2 separate regions of the Mus musculus genome follow, and region 1 is linked to region 2. Evidence: chromatin contacts called from public promoter capture Hi-C data. All regions are on one chromosome and are shown on one strand. The core of a region is the stretch at or near the end of the contact, and the rest is flanking DNA. Distances in the headings are between cores, read along the strand shown. Region 1 holds the start of Lrrc55 (leucine rich repeat containing 55). Region 2 holds the start of Rtn4rl2 (reticulon 4 receptor-like 2).

Region 1 (5,589 bases), core at 696-3,195, 310 kb after region 2:
ACACCCAAGGACTTCCTAAGATTCATAGGATGTCCCTTTGTAGACCCTGGGGAGCATGGACCCAGTTGAGGTACCCCAGGGTCTGAAAGGATGATCAAAGCTTAAGAAACTAGGGGAACAAGGATGGAGCTGGAACAGCTGTCAGCAGGCCCTGGAAGGGTCCCTGTAGATCTTTTGTGCTTCTGTCACCCATGCCTGCTGGATGCTTCCTCTTGTGCTGTGTCTGACAGGTGGGTGGGGCAGGGGAGGATGTGAGGGGGATGAAAGGTGCCCTTTAAAGGTCCTGGCACTTCATCTAAGAAAACTTAAGCCCTGTCCTAGGTCTGGGACTGATTAGGAAGTCAGAACGGCACCTTGATCTCCAACATTCAAGGTCCCAGAGGCCATTTCTCCTGGTGGCCCAGTGGGCATGAGTTCACAAGAGACCTGGGGCCAGAGATTTAGGATGGGGGAGAAGTATGTTCCCATGGGTCTCCTAGAAGCCTGAACATTCAGTCTCAGTGGTCTCTGGATTCTCAAGGGATGCTCTTTGCTTCCCAGAGAGGGGTGAGTCCCAAGTGACACCCACTGTCTGGACCACGAAATGTGGAAAACACCATGAGTCTGGAGGCACAGGTAAGGGTCAGTTACAAAAGCATTATCTATGTCTTCAAGCTGTCACCATGCTCAGCTGTGCACTCAGCAGGCGGAGGCAGAAGTCACTCTGTCAACAAGAAAAGCATTCAGGCAAAGAAATCTAGTGTCCTTACATCCCTGCCCCCTTGCCTTGCTCCTTTGTCTTCACTCCTCCTTACTTTACTCTTCTTTCTTCTTTGAACCTATCTGTTCCCAACCACAAAGTTCTTTGCTCACTATCTTTCAGATGAGGACCACAGTGAGCTCAGAAACCCAGTCTACACCCACCTACTAACCGCATCCATCTGACCTGAAATTCTTCTCCTAGGTTTCTGTCCGGAGTTGGGTGCATTTTCTTCTATTGCTCATAGCTCCACCCTCGTGAGCACCAAATACCCCACCCTGAAAAACTCCCCAAGAAAAACATGCATCTAAGCTCTGGCAGTTTGTACACCCCTCTTATCCACTTTTTCAGCCCCCCCCCATCTCTTTCTTACACACACACACACACACATACACACACACACACACACACACACACACACACACACACACACACACTCACACACACATACTTTCACTGTACCCCCTCCCAGCTTCTTTCTACACACATTCCCTACCCAAGTGTGCCCCGGCATCTTTTATACCACAGCACAGCCCTAACCCCAGCATCCTTTTATGTTCTACTCTCCAGCTCCCAGCCTCCTGCTTAAGCCCACACACATACTTGGTCTGGCAAAGAGATGGAGAACCTCATCCCACCCAGGGCCTCACCCCGCTGCTCATCCCTCACTCTCTGTGGCTTCAGCTTTTCTTTTACTCACCTGCTGTCCTCACTTGCCCCCACTACCCCCACCCCTTTATCCCGTCGTCGCTCGGTCATTTCCCCACCCAGTTCCCCACTGCTTCGTAGCTTCAGTCTCACCCATTGGGAAATCACCCCGGCACCCCCTTATACAGACTAATTTTTCTTAGCTTCGGGGTCTTCTGCTATACTCCCGCGGGCCCTCAGGAGACTACTCACTCTGTTCCAAGGACACAGACATCAATCTTACGCAGACGAACGGCTCTGCCTCCCTCATCCTGGAATCCCCCGCTCCTTTGCTTGCTAGCTTCCGAACAGATTGCCTATCCGGCTCTTCCCCTCCCCCGACTCTCCTCTTCCATGTCTCCTGCATCCCAGGCCAGCATCTTCTGCGGTTTCCTGTCCTGTGGTCCCTGTGCCCCTTCTTTTACGCTGAAAGGAAATTTGAGAGAGGATGCTTAGAAAGTTCACAGAATCTGAATGCCTCTTGGGAAACTCAGCTGGTGCCGAGGCTGCCTTGGTGTGTGGCTTCCGCCAGAGCCAGGTCTTCCCCTCCCTCCTCTCTCTCTCTGGCTCTCCCCCTCCCTCCATCCTTCTCTCCTCCTCTCTCTCTTTCACTCCCCTTTTTTTTCCTCGAGGGCCAGGTAATGACGTTTCACTGTCTCTTAGCAACTGCCTCCACATCTCTGAGCAACAGGGGGAACTGGCTATAGACCCCACCAAGATGAGAAAAGAGAATGAAGTACTCCTGGTGAATTTACAGCCACCCTCAGGGTCCTAGTGGGTAGGGCAAGGGGAAGAAAGGAGAGGAGGGTAGGCAGCCCCAGAACAGGGATTAGGGCAGAAGAGCAGGCAATGGAGAGAGGGCAAGAGGGCTCTCCAGGAAAGGATAGAGCATTGGTCTGAAATCTTAGATGGAACATGGAGAGTTTAAGTGCATCTCACTCCACAGGGATACAAGAGAAGGCATAAAATGGGGAGAGGAATGTAATGGGGATGGGGAAAAGCAAAATAGATGAGAGCAATGAAGGCAAGCATAATGATGGGCAGAGAAAAGAAACATGGTTGATTCTTAGTGTTTGTTTATCCGATGGGCAAATGTTTTCTATTTAGCTGCTTTATGACATCTGTGTCCAGGTTGGAGCACCAGGTGATTAGATGAAGCTTGCATATTAGAAAGAATTACAGGTGAATTATTTCCTCTGCTCCTTGTTTCTAAGCCCTTACCCCATGAGTTATCTGAGGCTAGGGGATTCAGCTGGAGTACCAATTGAGCTGAGAGCCCTTGGGATGCAAGGAAACAATTGCCTAGTTTAAATGAGGGTACCTGGACCACTACAGATTCTTGGTTATATCCTTAGGGAATGGAAGTGGCCAGTAAAAAGTATCATGGTCCTGGGTTGGGTAAAAGTCCCGCAGTACAAACACAAAACTGGGGTCTTGATCCTCAGTACTGTGTAGCTGCCTGGCACAGAGATCTTGACTCAGTGTGCAAGGTGGAGAGTTATTGAGACACCTCTGGCCTCCACATGCATGTGAACACATGTGTATGCACACATAAATGAACATGGATATGCATATATTTAATACACACACCCACACTTGCACGCGTGCGCACACACACACAGACACACACACAGACACACACACACACACACAGACACACACACACACACACACACAGATACACACACACACACACAGACACACACACACAGATACACACACACACACACACAGACACCCATGGTCAAAGAACACTATGCTTCTTTCTTCTTTCTAAGGGTTCTAGGAATCCCTTTTGTTGTTCTGTTCCCTTTAAGATTCTCATTCTATTGAGTTCAGATGAAAGTGAAATTCACACAATCTCTTTTCTTTTCTTCTCTCTCTCTCTCTCTTTCTTTCTTTTTTGTTCTTTTTTTGTTTTTTGTAGCCCTGGCTGTCCTGGAACTCACTTTGTAGACCAGGTTGGCCTCAAACTCAGAAATCTGCCTGCCTCTGCCTCCCAAGTGCTGGGATTAAAGGCGTGTGTCACCACGCCTGGTACCATCTCTTTTCTTGAGTAAGTGTCTTTACAGTGGGTCATAATTTGCACATTGGCTTGGCTAGTTGGTTTGATTAAATAGGTGGTTTCTCTCTTCTCTCTCCCTTCTCCTCTTCCCCTCTCCTCCTCTTCCTTTCTCCTCTCCTTATCTCACTTCTCTCCTCTTTTCTCTCATCAGGTGTCTTGCTGTGCAGTTCAGGTTGACCTTGAATTCTCAATCTTCTTGCCTCCTTAGTGCTGTTGCATTACAACCTCCACATTTGCTTTCTTTTCCTTTAAAAATAACTCTTTGTACATTTACCATTTGCTAAATAATTGACCAGATGGTAGGTTTATAGCTTAGGAGATTTATATAGGACTGGGGAAATGGCTCAGTTGGTAAAGCACTTTCCATACAAGCACGGAGACCTGAATTCTACCCTTAGCATCCAAGTAAAAAGCTGGGTGTAGCGCTGCAAGCTTGTAATCCCAGTGCTATCTCAAAAAACTCCCGAAGAATAAATGACACCCAAGGTTGATCTCTGACTTCTATGCAAAATGTACCTGTGCACTCGCTCGAGCACACACACACACCCCACATACTTGGGCATGTACACACAGAGATTTATATAGATAATCCCTTAGAGGTCTGACATTGGCTCTATGCTTTCAGTCTGCTGACCTGGGGCTTATTGTATCTAAATGATATCTTATGTTTAGATGGGGGGAATGGAATGATGCTATAGAGAAGAAACTTGAGTTTACACAGGTTCTGGGCCTTTAGGAAGTTCTGTAGGTCAGTGACTTCACCCTGTCTATTGAGATTCACCTTCAAATATGATTATAGAGGAAGATCAGCTTCCCAGGTCTCTCTCTTACAATGCAGCCTTTCGCCTTTTATAGTGTCTAGTGCAGAACAATATGGCAACCCATTCACACACACTTCTCTTCTCTGCTGAATGAAGTTATCAGCTCCTCCAAGCTTAAAGGGGTGGTGGTTGTTGTTAAATCTCATCTGTAATTTTAGAAATAAAATACTGATCTTATTTTATTTTAGTTTTGATTTTTCAAGACAGGTTTTTCTCATTGTAGTCATGGCTGTCCTGGAACTTGGTCTGTAGACTAGGCTGGCCTTGAACTCACAGAGATCTGCCTGCTTCTGCCTCCTGAGTGCTGGGATTAAAAGCATGTGCCACCATCACCCGGCTAAAATACTGATCTTAACCTAATAGTAATTAAGGATGGTTTACCTCTGGATAGCAAAGCTAGCATCTCATTTCACTAATTGAAAAAAATGCTTGGAAACATATTCTCACTGTGAAGAATCATGAAAGGTAATTATGAAAGGTAGAAAAAGGTACTCAGAGTTGAACATTTAGTGTTGACTGGAAATAAGACAAGAAATTTAGAATTTTCTTCCTTTGCATGATATGATATTTACAGTTACAGTAAGAGCTAATGTGGTTAAGAGAAAAACATAGTGGGTTTTCCTTAAAAGGTAACAATATGAACTACCCAGTACCACCCAGAGCTCGTGTCTCTAGCTGCATATGTATCAGAAGATGGCCTCGTCGGCCATCAGTGGAAAGAGAGGCCCATTGGTCATGCAAACTTTATCTGCCTCAGTATAGGGGAACGCCAGGGCCAAGAAGTGGGAGTTGTGGGTGGGGGCGTGGGTGGGGGAGCGGGTGGGGGACTTTTGGGATAGCATTGGAAATGTAAATGAAATAAATACCTAATTTAAAAAAAAGGTAGAGGTTGGGGAGATGGCTCTATGAACAAAGCTTGCTCTGCAAACGTGAAGGACTGAGCTTGGATTCTTAGCACCCAAGTAAAAGATGAGGTTCATGTTTGTAATCCCAGTGCTGAGATGGTGATATTGATGGAAACAGGCAGATCCTGGGAATACTTTGACCAGTCAGTTTGTTCAAGTCAGTAAGCTCCAGGTGCAGGACCTTGACTCAAAAAATAAGGCAGAGAATGAAAGAGAAAGACTATGATCATGATCTATGTCTTCCATGTAAACATACATGGGAGACCACACTCACACCGGCATACATGTATACACTACACACACACACACACACACACACAGCCTAGGCAACTGGGAACTTCAGTTTTTCTACTTGTGGAGTAGGATAATAAT
Region 2 (5,163 bases), core at 204-2,703:
GGAGGTGGGGGGCCTTGGGAGTGGCAGGGGGGCGATGGCATACCAGTGACGCAGGGGCCTGAGGAGGCACCGATGCAGGTGACTGGAGGCTTTAAAGCTGCTGCAAACAGCTTCTCACTCTGCCAGAATGTAACACCCCAAAATAAGCAGCTACTGTGGGGCGGCAGGATCCGACGTCGGGGCTTGGAGATATAAATGGCAGCGCTGAGGCAGCCCAGGTACCCACCCCAAGGAGGCTGCCCCCCACCCCCACACACAAAGTGCTCACGCTCCTTCCCTCAGCTCTAACCCAGACCCCGAGCTCAGGGTCCTTTGGACTAGCCCAGCAGCTACTCCTGAGAGAAGGGCTATACCAGGCAGGCGCTTTGGAATGGAGAGCTTCCCACGTGGAAGTGGTTACCAGAGCCTCTTTGTCTACTCCCTGGGCACCATCGCTTCTCTTCCATCTCCTTCTCTGGCTTCTGTTGACATCCTAATCCGTCTCAAATCACTCTACCGCGTAGGGATCCCGGCCCCCACCCCTGGTGACCATTTTCCTGGTGTCTGAGTCTTACATCTATCCTTCCTCACTAGCTTCCGCTGGTTTCTAGTCCTCCCATCCCCTTTCCATTCCAATCTCCTAGAGCCCCAGTCCTCACCCTTCCGGTTATCTCCCCCCCCCCCCCCGCTCCCCTCTAGCTTTTTATGCCCCTGTACACCTCTCTCCTGAACTGGTCACCCTCTCCTCCCTCTTCCTTGGTCTTCCCCTGGACCCCAGTTTCTGGTCGTCTAACCTTTATGCCTCCTCCTACCCCTCCTTTATCCCGCCCCCCACCTCCTCTTTCTCACCCCCACCTCCCTAGACACTTTTCTCATCCTGACTCCCCTCCTCCCTCCGACCCCTACCCTCCCCGCCCCCAGTCTCCAGCCCACACCCTTGGCTGTCACTCAGTGCTCGGAACTAGCCTCCTTTTAGCCCCTCCATCTATGCGACTAGGCAGGGCCATTGGGGAATCTCTCTCTACCCCCTTCATTCCCAGGCAGACCCCTACCCACATGGCTTGTCTTCCCAGGTGACTGGAAAGTGCTGAGACACCGGGCACGAGGAGTTGCTGAGTCGGCGCTTCCCCAGCCGGCCCGAGTCCTCAGCGTCCCCCCGGAGCAGGTGGAGCCGGGACAACAGAACCTGAGCCTCTTTCTCCTCCTCCCAGCCAGCTCGGTCTGCCCTCCGCGTCCCCCCTTGGTCACGAGCTCCCCGCACATTCCCGCAGGCTCCAAGCCCAGTGCCCTCCTGCGGCTGGCAGCTCTGGGGGCGGAGGCGCCGCTCCCGCGCTAAGCGGTTTTTTGCTCCCTACCCACCCCACCCCCTTCACTGCCCCACCCTCGTGCCCAAGGAGAGGGGCGCCTCTCTCTCTAGTGTCCTCCCGCCGGCCGGTGTCCCTACCTTGCAGCAGGCGCCGGAGCCCGGGCAGCATCTTGTCTCGACGATCGGGGGAGGGGGCGGCGGGGGGGAGGGCACTCCCACTCGCTCCCTTATCCCGCCGGACAGACGGCGGGGACTCCGCGGGGCTCCGTAAGGACCCGGGGAGTCCCGGGCTACGTAGCGGGGCTGCGGAGTTCTACCCTGCGCCCCCCGGACTCCGTGCCTCGGAAGGAGCCATCGGCCCCGACGGGACGGGGCGGGGCACGACGGGATGGAAAGGGCTGGGTTGACCCTGGACACCCGGTGTCCGCGCCCCTTCAGCAGCGCGGCCCCGCAGGGAGTCGGTTAGTCGGTCGGTCCGTGCGCCCCGGCTGCTCGCCGAGGGAGAGTGGGGACAGCGAAGAAGCGCTCCCCCCCCCCCCCCATTCCCGCACTCGCTGGCTCCTCCCTCGCTTCCCGGCCTGCCGGTTTAACCCTTTGCTGGCTACTAGGAGGAGGGAGTAGTTCTCCATCTAGACCACTCAGTCTCCGGCCCCCTCCCAACCTTGGGAGATCGGGAAGGCTGTGTTCCCGTAGCCTCTGCGGCGCCATGCCTTTAGAGAAATCCCTTCTTGGTGTGTGTGTGTGTGTGTGTGTGTGTGTGTGTGTGTGTGTGTGTGCGCGCGCGCGCGCGCATGCAGTAGTGTTAAGTCCCCTCCCCACCCCCACCCCCTGACTTGTTCAGGGTGAGGATTTCCCAACTTTCCCAGAAGATATGCAGTTTCAGAGCAGTTTCCCACTCAGCGCCCCTCCTCCTGCCCTGCCCTTCGCGATCGTTTGCGTCCCTTAAAGACTGCAAAATGTCACGTTTTCTTTTCTTCCTAGACCCTCAGGGCGGTTTGCATAGCTATAGGACCAGTGTGTCTAGGAGTTCGTGTGAGCAAGTGTATGTGCGCGTGCTCGCGCGCGCAGACGCTTGGGCAGGTGTAGCTGAGTGCTGGCCTTTTATTCCTGTCGGGAACCAGGACCAGGGCGGGAGTACTAGTGTGTGCTCGCTGGTTTCTGCTCTGGTTGAGCCACGCGAGGGCTGTGTGAAATTCTGCGCGCTCGAGTTCGGGATGGGAGGAGAAGGGAATAAATGTTCAGGTGTGTTGTATGTACCTTAAAGCTTTTTACAAATGGGTGTAAGTTTGAGCGTGCGTGCGAATTGTGTGCGTGTGTGAACGCGCGCGCGTGCGCGCGTGTATTTACGTGATATGTCCCAAAGGGTATGATTTCTTATCTCTCGCCAGAGGGCAGAAGAGGATCCAAAAGTGGTAGCAGACTGCTGGTTCACAAAAACTTCTAACCCTCTTCTTACCAAGGGGCGGATAGGGGCCTCATAGGGTCCCTAGACGCCTCTATCCTGGCGGAGTCAGCCAATCCCTGACCTCAGCGCCTTATTTTAAAAGCCTCAACGCCTTTCGCCCTAGTCTTGGTCAGTCCAAGGTGCCTAGTACACGGTTTTTGATAACCCCCGTATGAAGGGAGCCGCTTGGGGAACTGTCGCCAAGCGGCGCACGCGGGGTTGGGATTGCTGCAGTGGTGCCTACGGCGGCGGTGCCAGGGCCATCTGGATGCAGTCGGACCCTGCCTGCGAGTGGAGCGGAGGAACCCTTAGTCCAGGCACGGGCTCCTCTTCATACCTGTGCCTGGGTCCAACGCTGTGCACGGCATACAGTCGGCGCTTTATATATGCTAGTCTCATTCTTCTCATTCACTCCACGCACCTTTTATAATCTGCCATTCTTCTCTCGTACTCATTCGATTTCTCTCATTTTCTCCCCCAACTCTTATTCATATTTTATGATCCCCATCTTTAATCTCTATTCTCTTGTGCGCCGCCTTTTAGTTTCTGTCCTTTCCTCCCCAAAGATGAGATGAGTATATCTTCTGTCTTCATTGGTTCTCTTTCTCTCTGTCTCTGTGTATGTGTGTGTGTGTGTGTGTGTGTGTGTGTGTGTGTGTGAGAGAGAGAGAGAGAGAGAGGGGGGGGGGGAGAGAGAGAGAGAGAGAGAGAGAGAGAGAGAGAGAGAGAGAGAGAGAGTCCCAGCCTCCTCTTGGCCTCTCCAAGTCCGCATGTGTTTCCTCGCCTCTTTGTCTCTACTCCCTTCCTCCCTTTCATCTTGTTTCTTGGCTGGGCTGCGATGTTGGTGGTGGTAGCTGCTCTCAGACTCTTGCACCTCATTCTGGAGTGCCCCCTGGTGGTTCTATCTTACGTTGCTTCCGGGGCTCGCAGCTTGGCAGTCCCTGAATTTTCTCTCCTGCTTTTCTCTTTTTCCAGGTCAGATAGAAACAGAAAGGGGCATATTTGGGTCTCCTCTCTCTGGAATAGAGCCTTGATTTTCCTTGGGTCCTACCCTGTGCAGGGCCCGCTCCTGGAGCGTGCGCGAGGGTGTGGGGGGGTGTTTAGTGCTGGAGGGGGCGGCGGGGAGGGAGTGTTGGGGGTAGCAGGGTGGGATTTGGCGTCCTTCCCCGGAATGAGCCGCGGCACAATCTGTCGCTGGATTTGTTTGCCGAGCTGCCTCCGGAGCGCAATGGGGCTGGCTCCCGGGGAGCGAAATATCACAAGATGCGGAGACAGACGCTGAGGGGCGGGTGGGCGGCGGGCTGACTCAGGTGTGCTTCATCGACTCCCTGGGCCTCAGCTCTTCTGAGAGGGGTGGGAGGGGACACTGGCCCCCAGCACAGGCAGACAACCAAAGCTTGGAGGGGAACCCCATCCTGGGATGAGCTGTGTGGGGAAGAGGGTCCTCAGCTCCAGGCCTCTCCATCAGCCCAAGTTGGGATTCCCTAGACAGCCACAAGCTCTCTAAGCCACCGCCTTGTACAGGTGTTCGGGTTTCCCATGGTTATCTGTTGACTCACCACTCGCTCCTCTAGACTGCCAGCGTTTTGAGGGCAGGAAATGCTTCTCATACAGTGTGTCCAACAGGTGCTGAGCAAGGCTGTTGGACCGCTGGCTGGTGGGTGGGCGGATGGCTAGTAGCGGTTTCCCAGAATCCTGCTGTGCGTTTGGATTTCCCTGTGGGCTATTCCCACCTCTTGCTTCTCCAGACATTTACTCTTGGGGGCCCCTCTCCTTGCACTCTGACAACTCTCTCTGGATTTGAGCACCAGCTTTCTCTAAGTACCCCGGCCCATTCACTCTCTTCCTTACACTCCCTTTACTCATTTGTACATAGAGAAAGTAGCATTCATCAGGTTACATAGTCTCCAGCTCCCAAGGCAAGCTGGCCTCATTGCTGTTTCGAGGTCTTTTTTTTTTTTTTTTTTTTTTGATACGGGCTGACCCATTAGAGGCAGACCTCGTGATGGGTATTTTCGTTTGTTTGATTGTTTGTTTGTTTTGTTTTTGTTTTTGTTTTTTGGCAGCGAAATGTTTGGAGATCCCAAGAGGTATACTGATGGCTCAGTGTAACCGGGGAAGGTGGCCTGGTCATGTAGACAGATCTCTGCTTAGACAGTTGGCCGGGCTCTGGGTACTCTTGGCCACAGACATGGCTCGCCCTCTGGTGGCTATATGCGGAGCTGCAGTCCTAGTGGAAGCCAAAGATCTCTAGAAAGGGGTTGATGAATATAGACTATTCCCCTCCCCGCACTCCCCCCCCCCCCCCATCAAGCCAGTTTCTGGGAAAAAGAAGGCTAGAAGGAGGTGGCATATTAGCCAGATTATCACAATATGTCCTCCATGAGTATTCTCATTGTGTCACTGGGACCCCTAATCTTTCTGGTGGTGCCAT

The links. Promoter capture Hi-C pulls out the DNA fragments that hold promoters and counts their contacts.
Region 1: a promoter capture Hi-C map of hippocampal neurons shows a contact between it and region 2, with 6 times the contacts expected there. The contact joins the promoter of Lrrc55 here to the promoter of Rtn4rl2 in region 2. A contact is called at or near these places in 2 of 39 promoter capture datasets (hippocampal neurons and liver) and 1 of 9 other capture datasets (liver).

Annotation. Positions count from the first base shown.
Region 1 is chr2:85,196,805-85,202,393 of GRCm38.p6, forward strand. It overlaps Lrrc55 (leucine rich repeat containing 55), which reads right to left and starts at 1,946. Exons shown (of 3, transcript NM_001033346.4): 1 at 1,640-1,946; 2 at 1-703.
Region 2 is chr2:84,885,239-84,890,401 of GRCm38.p6, forward strand. It overlaps Rtn4rl2 (reticulon 4 receptor-like 2), which reads right to left and starts at 1,454. Exons shown (of 3, transcript NM_199223.1): 1 at 1,424-1,454. The coding sequence starts at 1,454.